Linked DNA regions of Mus musculus: region 2 is linked to region 1. A link is a contact called in public Hi-C data. All regions are on one chromosome and are shown on one strand. The core of a region is the stretch at or near the end of the contact, and the rest is flanking DNA. Distances in the headings are between cores, read along the strand shown. Region 1 overlaps Fam184b (family with sequence similarity 184, member B). Region 2 holds the start of 9630001P10Rik (RIKEN cDNA 9630001P10 gene).

Region 1 (6,424 bases), core at 979-3,478:
GGGACCAAGTCAGAAAAACCAAGGAAACACAAGGAACTGTCCAGTGGGCGGAGGACCTCTTCTGAAGTCTTGGTCTCAAGGCAGGAATCTTGAAGCTTATGTCAGTTTTTAAGGAGACAAAACATTCAGAAGTTCTCCTAGCCTTGGGTATAGGATCTTGGCTGGGCCACGGTGGCAAGGGAGAGCAGTAGATTGTAATCCAGCAGGATTCAGCCTAAAACCAGAATCAGTCAGGAGTTTACTCACTAAAGTCATTATAGCCCTATGAGGTGAGCACTATCATTGCCTACATTGGACAAATGGTAGGTTGCTCAAGGCACACAGCTAGTGAGTGCTGGAGTTAAGTTTGAAACCTAGTTTAGTTTCAGAGATCTTAACTGCCACTGATAACTTCTGGAACACCAAGAGAGTAGGTTTGATGTTAAAATGGAACCAGAGATGTATTTCATGCTAGGGACAGTAGGCAGAAGAAAGTCAGGTGATGCCTGAGTCCCCTAATTTGCAGATATCACTGGAATGGAAAGCCCACAAAATTGAGGCTATTCAATGAAACCCTAGCCAAGGCTTGTATCTGTGTTCTATTGAGTGCTAACCACAGAATCCACGTTCACTGGACTCATGTTTGCAACACATGGTATAGTTCACATCCTATTTAATCTACATAATGACCCTATGAGGTAGAGATCATTAGAGATTCATTTGGATAGCAAAGGGAAATGCAGCCCAGATGCCCCCTCCCCCAGCTCTCACAGAGAGTGGGAAACGGAGCTGGGATTGTTGCTGTGGTCCATGGGCCCCCACTTGCCACTACTTTCCATGTGTAGAGCACACAGTGGCTGGACTCCCCCAGGTGGACAGTGGGTATTTACCAAGAAGCCCAGACTGCTGGACTTGCATCTGCTCACAGTCCTCCTGCAGCTCTTGTCTGGCATTGTCCTCTAGGGCTTGGAGCTCCAGCAGGTGCGCCTGGAGGCTGTCGGTGGAGTCCTTGTTCAAGCACTCTGCAGCCTGGGGGGCAGAAGCAGAAGGCACTGAGGCATGAAACTGCAGGACTCTTGTGTGGTGGGCTTGTCGGATTATGGTGTACTAATAGCCTGACTACAGTACACACTTTGTAATTTTTGTAAAAGTTATGCCTTTCATCATGGTCCCTCTCTCTTCAGGATTCTAGGTAGCACAGGCTAGCCTAGAATTCACTTTGTAGCTGAGGATGACCCTGAATCATTTATCTTCCTGTCTCCATCTTCTAAATGGATCCTAGGTACCCACCATCAAACATCCTGATTATGTAGTGCTGGCGACGGAACCCAGGGCTTTGAACATGTAAGATGAATACTCTACCAACTGGGCTACATCTCCAGCCCCATGTATTTTATTCTGTTTTCTCCTCTCCACTGCTCTACTTATCCCTACCCCTGCCCCTCCATACCCCACCCCCTCTTGCTGGTCCCTTTTCCCCACTTCCCTTTTCTGATCTCACGTCACCTGTACTTCATTTCTCTGCCTCATTTCCATTTGCTCCTCCTTAGTCGGCTTCTTTCCTTCTTCCTGCATTCATGCCCTGTCTTTTATATCTGTCAGGGAGCAGAGAGGATGGATGGGGCACTTTTATGCTCTGTGTTATAAAGACATTTATATTTCATTTTATGGTATCTACATAGACATGTTATTAACTACTTAGCACACACACACACGTTCGTTCAGACATGTGGCTCATCATCTGAGCAAACGGGCAAGGCTGAGTTCTGGAATGATTATTTCCTGCCTCTTCTCCTATGTGATCTGCTGACTGGAGAGGAGACATAAGATAGTTAGCCTGCGACCTTCCTGGATTACTGGCTTTCTGAATACAGTGAGAATTAAAGATTGAAATTCAGTTCTATCTGTGGTTACTGGCATCAACGTCTGGGCTCTCTGACCTGTCACTGAGATAACAAGGACTCGCACTTGTTGGCATTTGGTTCTAGGATGAGAAACTCTAGGATGGCAAGTATTTTCACTTGGGGGTTTCCCCCTCCTTGGCTCCTGGCACTCTCTGCAGATTTTGTCTAACAGATTGAATTGCTATACTTTTTGGTTTGGGTTCCTTGTTTTGGCCTCGGTTGTAGCCCATTCTGTTTTTATTCCTGATTTCCTGCCTCTGATTTCAAAGCATCTTTCTGTCCTGTTCCATCTGGTTTACTTCAGAGCGTTGACTGAGAATCAGTAGCGATGCCTCTATTTCTGGCAACGGTCCCTGGGGGCATGTTCTGGCAACACGCTCTGCCTGTGCTCATCCATCTGTGGTCAAGAGGTTGCTATTTTTCCCCAAGTTTGGAAGGGAGTAAATGGATTTTGCAGCCCAAGTTGCAATTGTGGGGTTAAACTGTGTAATTTATCTTCTGCCTTTGTCTTTCTCATTCAAGATAATTCACTGTCCAAGGCCACCAGAAGTTGTTACCTTGGACAGCTCTTGATGGAGTGTAACATTCTGGGACTGACCAAAATAAATAAATAAATAAAAATACTTAAAGGAAACCTTCTTACAAATCCATGTAGCAAGGATGTCCAGTTTAGGACTTAACACAAAAAGAACTTTACAATTTAACAATATGTGGACAGGTGATGTTAATTTGTTACATTATGTCCAAAATGTAATTAGAATTAAACTTTCTTTTAGTCATTGGTAAATAAAAGCCTGGTTTGGTGCCAGGCCTCTAATTTCAGAGCACCAGAAACAGAGGCAAGAAGATCTGAGTTCCAGGTCAGCCCGTTTTACAAATGAATTCCAGGGCATTCAGGGCTACACAAAGAAATCCTGTCTCAAAAAACAAAATTAAACAAATAAAATAATAATGATGAAATAAATTAACTTGATTAATAGGTTTGTTATTTTGTGTCCTAATTTTAAGAAAGGAAATTAAAAAGAAATCATTAGGAATGAGAGAAAGAAATTTAAGAGAAAATGTAGATATCTAGCTATATTTTTGATAAGAAAAGCTATAAAGATAATGTTCTTGAAAAAAGCCTTTTGGATGGGAAAATAAGGGTTTGTCCTAAGATAAAAGCTGAGCTTTTCCAAAATGGAAGAAGAAAGATGAACACAAAACAAGAATATTTAAGTACATCCTACAAGGTTCCGGTAAATCATATAAGGTTTGATTTATGTATGATGCTTGCAGGTTATTAAAATTCCTAAGGTCACCATTCAGTACATGGATATAAAACTAAAATCCAGTCCTCTGCTTTAAACAATGAGTGTTTGTTAAGACACAGGTCTGTTTTTGATGCATTTATAAAACCCAGCTTAAAAAACAAAGATATAAGGTTGCAGAGATGGCTCTGTGGTTAAGAATACCGGCTTCTCTGTCAGAGGACTCAGATTCAGGTCCCAGGTCTCATCTCATAACTGCTTGTAATCGCAGTTCCAGGGTTCCCCATGCCTGCTCCATGGCACAGGCACACACATATGCCATTCATACAGGCCTGTGTGGTTATTGTCATCTCTGGACACAGTGGATAAGAGGCATTGTGCAAGACCTGGCTTTTGCGGCTCCTAGAATCTTAGGTGATTTTAGTGCATCTAATAACGTAGGTAATTATTACATATAAATGAGTGTCTGAACTGTGCATCATGCAAAAGTTTATAATTAAAGGCATGCAAAGTAAACAATAAGGGCTCTTCTTATACAAAACATTATGGCCAATGCAATCCTTTTGATATTTCTACCTTTTTAAAGTCAATACCACTCAAACAAAACCAAACAAAATCCCAAGCCACCCAAACCTACAATTTGGGTGGTCCTGTTATTTTAAAGTCTGCTCTTCCTCTATGGCCCTGAAAAAAGTAAGTATTTTGTTATTACATATATGTTACACTTAATTTTTTAAAAATTGAGTTTATTTCAGAGACTAAGTCTTCTAATACCATTCCCTTAATTTGAAAGAAGTCTAAAGTTTTTATTTTTTTCAATGCTATAGACCTATTATTGTATTGAGCCAAACATTCTGAGTTTTGCTTCAAAAACAGGAGCTAAATTACTTTATTATTATTATTTATTTATTTATTTATTTTGGTTTTTTGAGACAGGGTTTCTCTGTGTAGCCCTGGCTGTCCTGGAACTCACTTTGTAGACCAGGCTGGCCTTGAACTCAGAAATCTACTTGCCTCTGCCTCTGCCTCTGCCTCCCAAGTGCTGGGATTAAAGGCGTGCACCACCGCCACCCGGCCCTAAATTACTGTTTACCTAATTGATTATTTAGGACTTTGGTGGTGTCCTTCTGTGCCATAATGCTCATTGCCACATGTTCCTTTCTATGTTAAGTGCCTTCTAAAACAGAAAGTGTAGGAGAGCACTCTACTGTGCCAGTGTTCACCGATGTAGAATTGATACTGAGATTAAACTTTTTATGGGTTGCCCTAATATTGCACACTCTGACCAATGTCTCCTATAATTTAATAGTATTATAAATTTGCCACATATAGATTACAACACTGTGGGGCAAGTGGAACCGTGTCACTAGGCATAAGAACTGATAAGGTCAGGCAAATTCAGGAACCTTGGCAATTCTCATAGTTGCAAAAGGGAGGCATTTAAATCTACTCCCAACCAGGTTCCTGTCCTGGAACATGTGACCATGACACCCCACTAAAGGACCATGACACCTGGTCAAGTAGCATAGAAACCCAGAGTTCTACATTCTAATGAGGTTTCTAGATGTACCCCAAGGTTTTGTCACTAAGCTTCCCTTCCTGGGCATCCCGTTCTACAAAAGGTGTTTAATCTCTGGCTCACCCTGAGTAAGTCCTATGCATCTTCATCCACTATGAATACACAGTTTGGACAAGCAAGCATTGTCTCCTTCATGAAGGACCACGGGGGAGGGGGGGCGCGGGCGGGCACCTAAGTCTCCCACAGAAGGCCCCTCGTCACTCCTGGCACTCACACAGAGCTACCCCACCCCAGGCTCATCTCAGTGCCTTTCCCAATTCCTTGCAGTGCGGAGTCTAGGTGCACAGAAGTTTGAGAACTCTGCCTCCATCCCAGCCCCCACCATTTCCCAGCCAGGGAAACACGGGCTGGAACCCCTATGTTAGGCTGTGTTTTTCTTCCCCTGAGCGGCATGTTGGCCTCCCATGAGTGTGGCACTCCAGCAACAAAAAAGGAAAGTAGCTTAGCACCTCTGTGTTTCACCTCACTGAGTAGTGATCAGACACCCCAGCAATGAGGCAGAAACACACAACCATACAGCACCGATCAATATGTCAAAATGTACCTAAAAGTGCATTACTAGCACTTAGATCTTGATGGTAACCAGGGCCTTGGACTTAAGACCCAGTCAACAGGAGAAAAATCATGACTGATACCATACCTGGGGCCAGTGAAGCCATGGATCTTGGAAGAGAACCTACTACTGCAACTTTATTGAACCAGCATAATTCCTATCTGCATTCTAAAACAAATCCTTAAACCCACAAGTTAAGGTAGCTCTCACCCCTCAACAAAGAAGCCTTTCTTGATAGCAGATGGACACTATTACAGAGAAACACAACCGATACAACTCACAGAAAATGGATGGTGGGGAGGCCACACCAATGCCTATATCTCTAACACAACTCCTATACCTAAGGTTCAGGAAATATCACAGAAGAGGAAGCAGGAAGATTCTAAGAGCCAGAGGACCAGGAAGTCTGCCATGAGACTATGTCTTCTAGAAATAGCTGCCCAAACAAGGTCTGAAAAATGACAATGTCAATAGACATGCTATTGCTAATCTCACAGGACCTTACCCCTAGACAAATAACTACAGGCAACTAATGACTGCTGAGAGAGGAAAATTAGCCTTTCTCAGAGACGAGCCTCTTAGATGGTTATCCAATACAAATAGTGCCCTGAAACCATATATGCACAAATAAAAATGGACACACACATACCAAAAAAGTAACAATAATAAAGAAAAAAAGAGCATCTATTTGAGAGATGGGTAGGGGGAGGGGTGGTGGTGGAAGGAATTGAAGCAGGACATGGGAGGGATTGGAGGGAGGAAAGGATAGAGAAAGTGATATAATTATATTTTATTTAAAATGTATTTTTAAAAATTCATAAGCAAGGATCTAATTTTAACATGGTTCCCCTTAGTTACTTGCTCTTGTTGCTGGCACAGCAGTGCCCTGCCATGAGAATCACATGGGTACTACACTGAGTGCTTACCTGCCTGAGGATTTCCCAACCCTGCGTTCTTTTGTGGTGTAGCATCCACCACAAAATGGGATGTAGTCCATCCCACCCCATTTCTCCATGCTGTACATTACATATAGGGTCTCTTGTCCCTATGCACCTAGGTAATGCTCTCTTGGCTGCTGCCCAAAGAATTACAGGAGCCCGTTCCAGTAGGAGCTCATTCTTTTAGAACTGATCTCCATGAGCATAAACTACGTGGATGA
Region 2 (6,371 bases), core at 1,103-3,602, 96 kb after region 1:
TACTGAATTGAATCACCACCCAGTTACATTGAAATAATCTATTTATGTGTTTGACATACCATAAAGGAAAGGGCTACGCTTTTGTTAGGGTTTCTATTGCTGTGATAAAACACTATCACTGTTAGCAACTTGGAGAGGAAAGGGTTTAATTTCTCCTTACAATTGGTAGTCCATCATCCAAGGAAGTCAGGGAAAGAGCCTGAAGGCAGAAACTAAAGCAGAGGCCATGGAGGAGTGCTGTTCAGTGGCTTACCCAGCCTGCTTTCTTAGAGTGCCCATGACCACCTGCCCAGGAATAGCACCACACACAGTCAGCTAGACACACCAACTATAATTTTAAAAACTACAGACTTGCCTACAGGGAAATCTTATAGAGGCATTTTTCTCAGTTCAGAGTCCCCTTTTTCAAAATGACTCTACTAGCTAGAACAGAACCTGCCTAGGGCTTATTGCACCAATATTCAGTATATGAAACTAGTGAGATAGCCCAGTGGTTAAGAATATTTGCTGCTGTTACAGAGGATCTGAGTTTGATTTTCAGCAACCACATTGGGTGGCTCATAGTCACTTGTAACTCCAGCTTCCTGAAAGCCCACATCTTCTTCTGGCTTCCATAGGCACCCACCAATGGGGTATATGTACAGACACACACGTACACAAAAATAAAAGTGATGTTCAATCTTTTAAATAGAGCAGGCACCCCATAGATCATCACTATCACAAGTCAAGGATAATTCTTTCATAATTTTCCCCTTCTTTCTGCACACACTGCCGTGCCCTGCTTTGTTTCCACTTTCATAGGACTCATAACTTGAAGTATCACACATAGCTCTTGTTGTGTGCTTTTAATTGCTCTTGCTATTTCAAATCTTGCTTCTCTTCCAACAAACAAACCAACAAACAACAAAAACTTTAGCTTTTTGAAGACAAGGAAGGTGTCGGATCCTATAATTGCTTTTTCAGATACGAAAATCATTTTTATATAAGAAACTTAAGTAAGTTTTTGATCGGCGCTATTAGACACCTTTGGGTTAGATATCGTGGCACGACTGTCTGGAGACAGGCTCTTGTGCAAAGAATATGAAGAGGCCAATGGGAGGTCAGGAGAAGAAAGCGAGTGCTGTTCTGTTTCACCCTATGTTGGATTCCAGTGTGGTAAGGATGCTCATCCATCCTTCAGAAAAGCAGGTATGGAAAGTAAGAGGAAGATGTTTAGGAAAGAAATCAGAATATGTCATTCATTATACTCTGGGACAAACGCTGGAGCTAGTCTTTACTAGTAGGCATTGTGCTAGGAGTTTGAGACCAAATGGAAAATACCAAGTAAACAATTTAAACTACTCAAACCCTGCAGGAAAGACATCTCTACAGATATGTGGAGGGAATCTGTGCGGAGTTGTTCCTAACCGGGAAATTGCCAGGGATTAACAACCTGCATTGGCAACATCTCAAGTATACATACTGGATATATTCAACCAAGATCCTGAGATGAAGTAGGGATATGGGCTGGCTGACCTCCCAAGGTCTTTTCCATTACCACAAGCATACACAGCATCCTACCCTTTCCCATTTATGATCCAACACATGCCTGTAGTCAGTTTGACAGTAAGTCCCCTGGGCTTCCTTCCAGGTTTAGTACGATGCCACGAAAGACTGCTAGCACTCAACAAATGATTCAAATATTTGTTGAATGAAGGAATTAATGAATCGTGTTTAAATAGGTCTCACATGATCTCCCCAGATATAGAGAATAAAATCACAACATTCCAGGCATGATGGTTTGAAGGTTTGAACAGGGCTGGCAAGGGAACATGATCTCTCTCTCTCTCTCTCTCTCTCTCTCTCTCTCTCTCTCTCTCTCTCTCTCTCTCTCTCTCACACACACACACACACACACACACACACACACACCCTCTAGCCTTGGGAAAGCACAGCCCACCTGCTAAGCAAGCAGGCTGCGGGAGTTTCCTTGGCAAAGAATCCTGTCTGCTGCTTCCAAATGCAGTCTCCAGAAGGTCACTTCACTCAGATACAGAACAGCTTCCTTTGGTCTCTGTGACAAAGTTTGTGGGGATTCAGTGCGGTCCTCCCCTGGGGTGCTTCTACACTCCCACCCCTACTCTGGGTGCCTGTGGCACACAGCTGGTCTGCCCGCAGCACCCCGCCTTACCTTAGTGAGCTGAGCGATCTTCTTGCACATTTTCACGTGCATCTCCGGATCACAGTCCATTCTCCAGCCCGAGCCACCGCGGGCGTCGGCTTTGGAGCTCGCGCAGGTTCCTGGCGGGTGAATTTTGCTGTTGAGGGCAGATGCCATCGCTTTAAGGAGCCCTGCACTGAAATGCTCTGACTCGCGCGCTCTCACCGCTGGCCGTGTGCACGTGCGTTCGAGCACGGGCGTGAGAGCTTTCTCCAGAGAGGTGGCACTGCAGTCCTGCCAGCACAGCCGCGTGGCTCTCTTTCCGGAGGTGTCTCCTTCCCGGGCCCACTCGCGCACCACCTTCCTCTGCTCGTGCTCGTTCGCGAGCTAGCTGGCTCACGGGCACCCGCACCATGCAGCGTAGCGCTGGCGCCTTGCACGTGAGGTTTACCATCTGCGGATGCTTCCGAGAGGGTGCGGGCTATACCTGCAAGAGGACAGCTTCTGAGGGGTGTTGGGGGACAGGAGGTGGGGGCGGTGCCCTGGGCAGGGTTTTTTTTTTTTTTTTTTCCCTTCCCTCTCCTTGGCCAACTGGGTGGCTTGGAGCTTCCAACTCCACTGTGAGCGATCCAGCCCGAGGTGGATAGCTCAGGCCAAGAGGAAGAAATGCTGGCTTTAGTCCCTAGCAGATCGGCAAATCAGAATGAAAATATTAGAAAATCCTGTAGTAGTAGATGGGACAGATGAGAGAGCGGGTCTTATTCCTGCAGCCCTGATGCTTAGAGCGAGGGTGAAGAGAGGAGGCGGGATGCTGAAGGGCAGAAGTGGGGATGAGGGAGCTAACCACTCCGATTCTAGGAGGTTGAGATCTGGAGCTCAAAGTGGGAATAGAGCTGGAACCTCAGAACTACACGGTGGGACTGAATTGGAAGCCCCCCTTCCTGACCTTGGATAGGACCTGCTCAGTGATGCTAGAGATCTCCCCACATCGTCCACTCAAAGGTCACTAGTGACCGAAACTTGGGGGTGGGTTGGGGGCGGGGCATCGCCAGATTTCGGTCTCAGAGTAGGGAAAGAGGTAGCGACAAGGAAAAAAAGTCCTGCAAGAGCTAGAAAGGGTGGTAGTGGGAAAGGAAGTTACAAGGGGCACCAGATGGGTCTGGAAAGTCAAGCCTACCCAGTTAAAGCAAAGGAGCTCATCTAACCTGTGCCATTACCTCAGACAGACCCGAGGCTGAACCTTGTTGCGTTTTGAAGTTGTTGCCCCTTAGACTGGGAAAGCAGGTAGGTAGAGAACCAAAATCGTTTCTGGCTTTTTTTTTTGGTTTTGAACAATGGACTTTGAGAAACAAGACAGAATCCTGGTCAGATTTTTCTGAAGTGGCAATAGTGTCATTATTATGATTTTGCCTGGCTAATATATTTTATTTTATAAACTTCTCGCCCTCCAATAACAATACTCATTTTATAGGTGGGAAAAATTAACTATTTGATCAGGTGATTACAAACGGCAGTTGGGTGTGAAATGGGGACAGTGATACCACAACTGTGAACCCCTGTCTACCTCCCAGGCATTACAGAGCACCCAGAGGAGCAACCAAGAGAACCTTAGGCTTATCCCACAACTCCGTGGGACAAAAATCTTTGGTGATCAGGGTCACAGGAGTCCATGTATTAAATACAGGCTTCCTATTTATTTCCAAATTTTATAGAATGCTATTTTTAGTATATAAATAATATCATTTTTACAGAAATTCAACCACTGTGCAAATGAGAAGAAAATTAGCCTTCATGGAATGAGAATACTGAACCAAAAAAATATTCACTAATTTGGATTATCACATCAGTGGCCCTGTGACTCTTGGTATTTGAGAGTGAACACACACTTGCCACATTGGTGGCAAGTCTCCTAACGTGCAAGCACCCGAATACTACATCATCATCAAGTTACTCAATTTATATACTAAAAGGCATACTATTTAATTTCATTTCATCCCTTTCATTTCTTCCTTGCATTAATATCAAGAAATTAGACAATTTTTTAAAATGTGTGTTGGGACTAGGTATGGTGGTGAACTCCTGAAATCCAAGCCCTCTGAGACAGGAGCGGAGTTTCTCAATCTTCTCTCCCGAAGGAACAACAAAAACAGATCACCTTGTCACAAAATGGCAACATTTGCACTGAGATGTCATTAAGTATATTAATATAACAGCACAGAGTATGCCATTTTGTAATAAAATGTGTTAAGGCAAAAATATAATCAGGCTATATAAAATATTAATATGACCATTAGGAGGACCACAATTTTGGAAATAGCTGCCTGTAACTATTTGGTAATATCATCGTTTCTAGCTTCCCACCTTAAAATTGTGTTAGTGGTAATAGGTGTGGAAACCAGTGGAAAAAGGAGAGTCGGGCACAAGAGTTTTCTCAGTACAGGTAACATGATCGGTTTGCAAAGTGTACACTTGACTTTAGAGTACACTGGGAGGAATGAACCTGGCATTAATATAGTTTTATTTCTGGTCTTTTTCTAGATTCAAATTAATGGAACTCTCCAACACCCAAAGGGGGAACAGACCTGAAGTATTGTTTGCAATAAATGCTTCTCACTAAATAGAAAAGCAAATTTCTCATAATTCTACTCCAAAAGGGTGAAACACATGTGTTTGATAGACATACAACTGTGACAAATAACTTAGCCTTCTTTTAAAGAAAGGTAACATTCTGTATATGAACTGTAAAACCTTTAACATAAAATTTTATTGAGGCAAGAATTCTTACCTGTTTCACGTACTGCCAAAGCCCCAGTGATTAGAATAGTGTTTAGCAGGCCACTATTAGGTTCTTAAACATTTATTGAACGACTAAAAGAATGAATATTCTTCTACAAGAAGTGGTATTTTCAAGAGTATATGTGAATCATATAGATTATGATTAATAATCATATAAATGTGCTTAATATAATCATGGAAATATAAGTTAAAACCAAATTGAGACGCTACTACACCACTTAGAATGTATAAAATAAAAAGAAAATGTTTACCAGAATGTGTAAAATAATGAGCAAAATATAAAGCGTTTACAAAGATACATGCTAAAATGAAGTTTTGTGTGTTACTTACTAGTAGAAGAGTAAAATGATACAATCACTTTGGAAAGTGTGTGGCAGTTTTACTACAACTAAAGCACACATCACTTATGACGTCAGTTTGACGCCTCGGTTTAAGACAAGAGGAATGAGTGTGCGCATGCACAAAGACATAGAATGTTTAGGACAACTTTATTTGTAATAACTCAAACTTGTAAGAACTCCAGTGCCAACAATTGGTAAAAGGTAAATGAATTGTGGTAATTCATATGATACATTACAGTAATAATGTTGAAGTAGAATGTGGAAGGAAGAAGGTGACTATAATATATCACATAGTGTATGATCCCATTCACATGAAGTTTGAGGAAAACCAGGACTAACTTACCTTTATAAAAGTAGCTATTTTGGAATTCTGTGTAATCAGAAATTTTTGTGCTGTATTCTGAGTGTATGTATCTTGATATAATCTTAACATTATACATTTGTGAAGAAACACCAAGAATTAAGACGTGGTTTATGAAAACCCACTTTTCATTTCCTGCCAGCAAGGCAAGAGTGCCTTTGGTAAATTTATCATTTGAAAATATTATTATTTTGTATTTTTCATTTTTCATTCCTGATTAAGTGAAAGGCATTTGTTAATCTTTATAGGTTCATTTGGACTGAATGATCAAGCTTTCTGATTCTCCTTATTCAGAAGGTCGCTCCTATTTGAATCTCATCTTTATCAATCTTGATAGTATCCATAGCTTTTTTTTCTCCTGTGGAAATAGAGACAAAATTTTTTCCCCAATGTAACACAATTCCAGTTTTCTGTTTTAAGAATTATACACTATGTGATATATACATCAACACATCTCTAAATTATGCAGGCTGGTTTAATTCAGCAGGGTTTTTTCCTATTATTCAATGTCTCTCCATAGTTGTTGTATGGCACACATATCTTATCTTTCCAAAGTCTGGGAAATGAAATATATCCACTTGCCAAATTTCATTTCTTTAGGTACCTGTGGAACTTTCAATATGTTTGGTCCAGGGCACTATTAGATGTTACCCTGTTAGAAGAAATGTGCCACTGTTGGGGTGGGCTTTGAGACCCCTCTCCTAGCTGCCTGGAATACAGTCTGCTCCTTACT

Evidence for each region. A called contact is a pair of places that touch in the nucleus more often than the background predicts.
Region 2: a contact with region 1 is called in a Hi-C map of the N1E-115 cell line, with 2.4 times the contacts expected there. The contact joins the promoter of 9630001P10Rik here to the enhancer-like site in region 1. A contact is called at or near these places in 2 of 39 promoter capture datasets (the C10 cell line and liver), 10 of 484 Hi-C or Micro-C datasets (the CH12 cell line, the G1E-ER4 cell line, the N1E-115 cell line and 6 more), 7 of 115 datasets of contacts at active chromatin or transcription factors (embryonic forebrain, embryonic stem cells, forebrain and 1 more) and 3 of 9 other capture datasets (adipose tissue, liver and pancreatic islet).

The regions. Positions count from the first base shown.
Region 1 is chr5:45,541,358-45,547,781 of GRCm38.p6, forward strand. It overlaps Fam184b (family with sequence similarity 184, member B), which reads right to left. Exons shown (of 16, transcript NM_021416.3): 9 at 870-1,008. Among named protein-coding and RNA genes, the nearest start is that of Med28, 24 kb to the left of the region's middle. Within about 2 kb of position 2,229, at least 6 of the 459 cell types and tissues checked have an H3K27ac peak or open chromatin away from gene starts, as enhancers often do. A contact at or near this core is called in the N1E-115 cell line, cerebellar granule neurons and cerebellum, where this site is marked.
Region 2 is chr5:45,636,923-45,643,293 of GRCm38.p6, forward strand. It overlaps 9630001P10Rik (RIKEN cDNA 9630001P10 gene), which reads left to right and starts at 2,353. Exons shown (of 4, transcript NR_102378.1): 1 at 2,353-2,614; 2 at 3,367-3,424; 3 at 4,679-4,860; 4 at 6,239-6,371. It overlaps Fam184b (family with sequence similarity 184, member B), which reads right to left and starts at 2,579. Exons shown (of 16, transcript NM_021416.3): 1 at 2,171-2,579. The coding sequence starts at 2,317.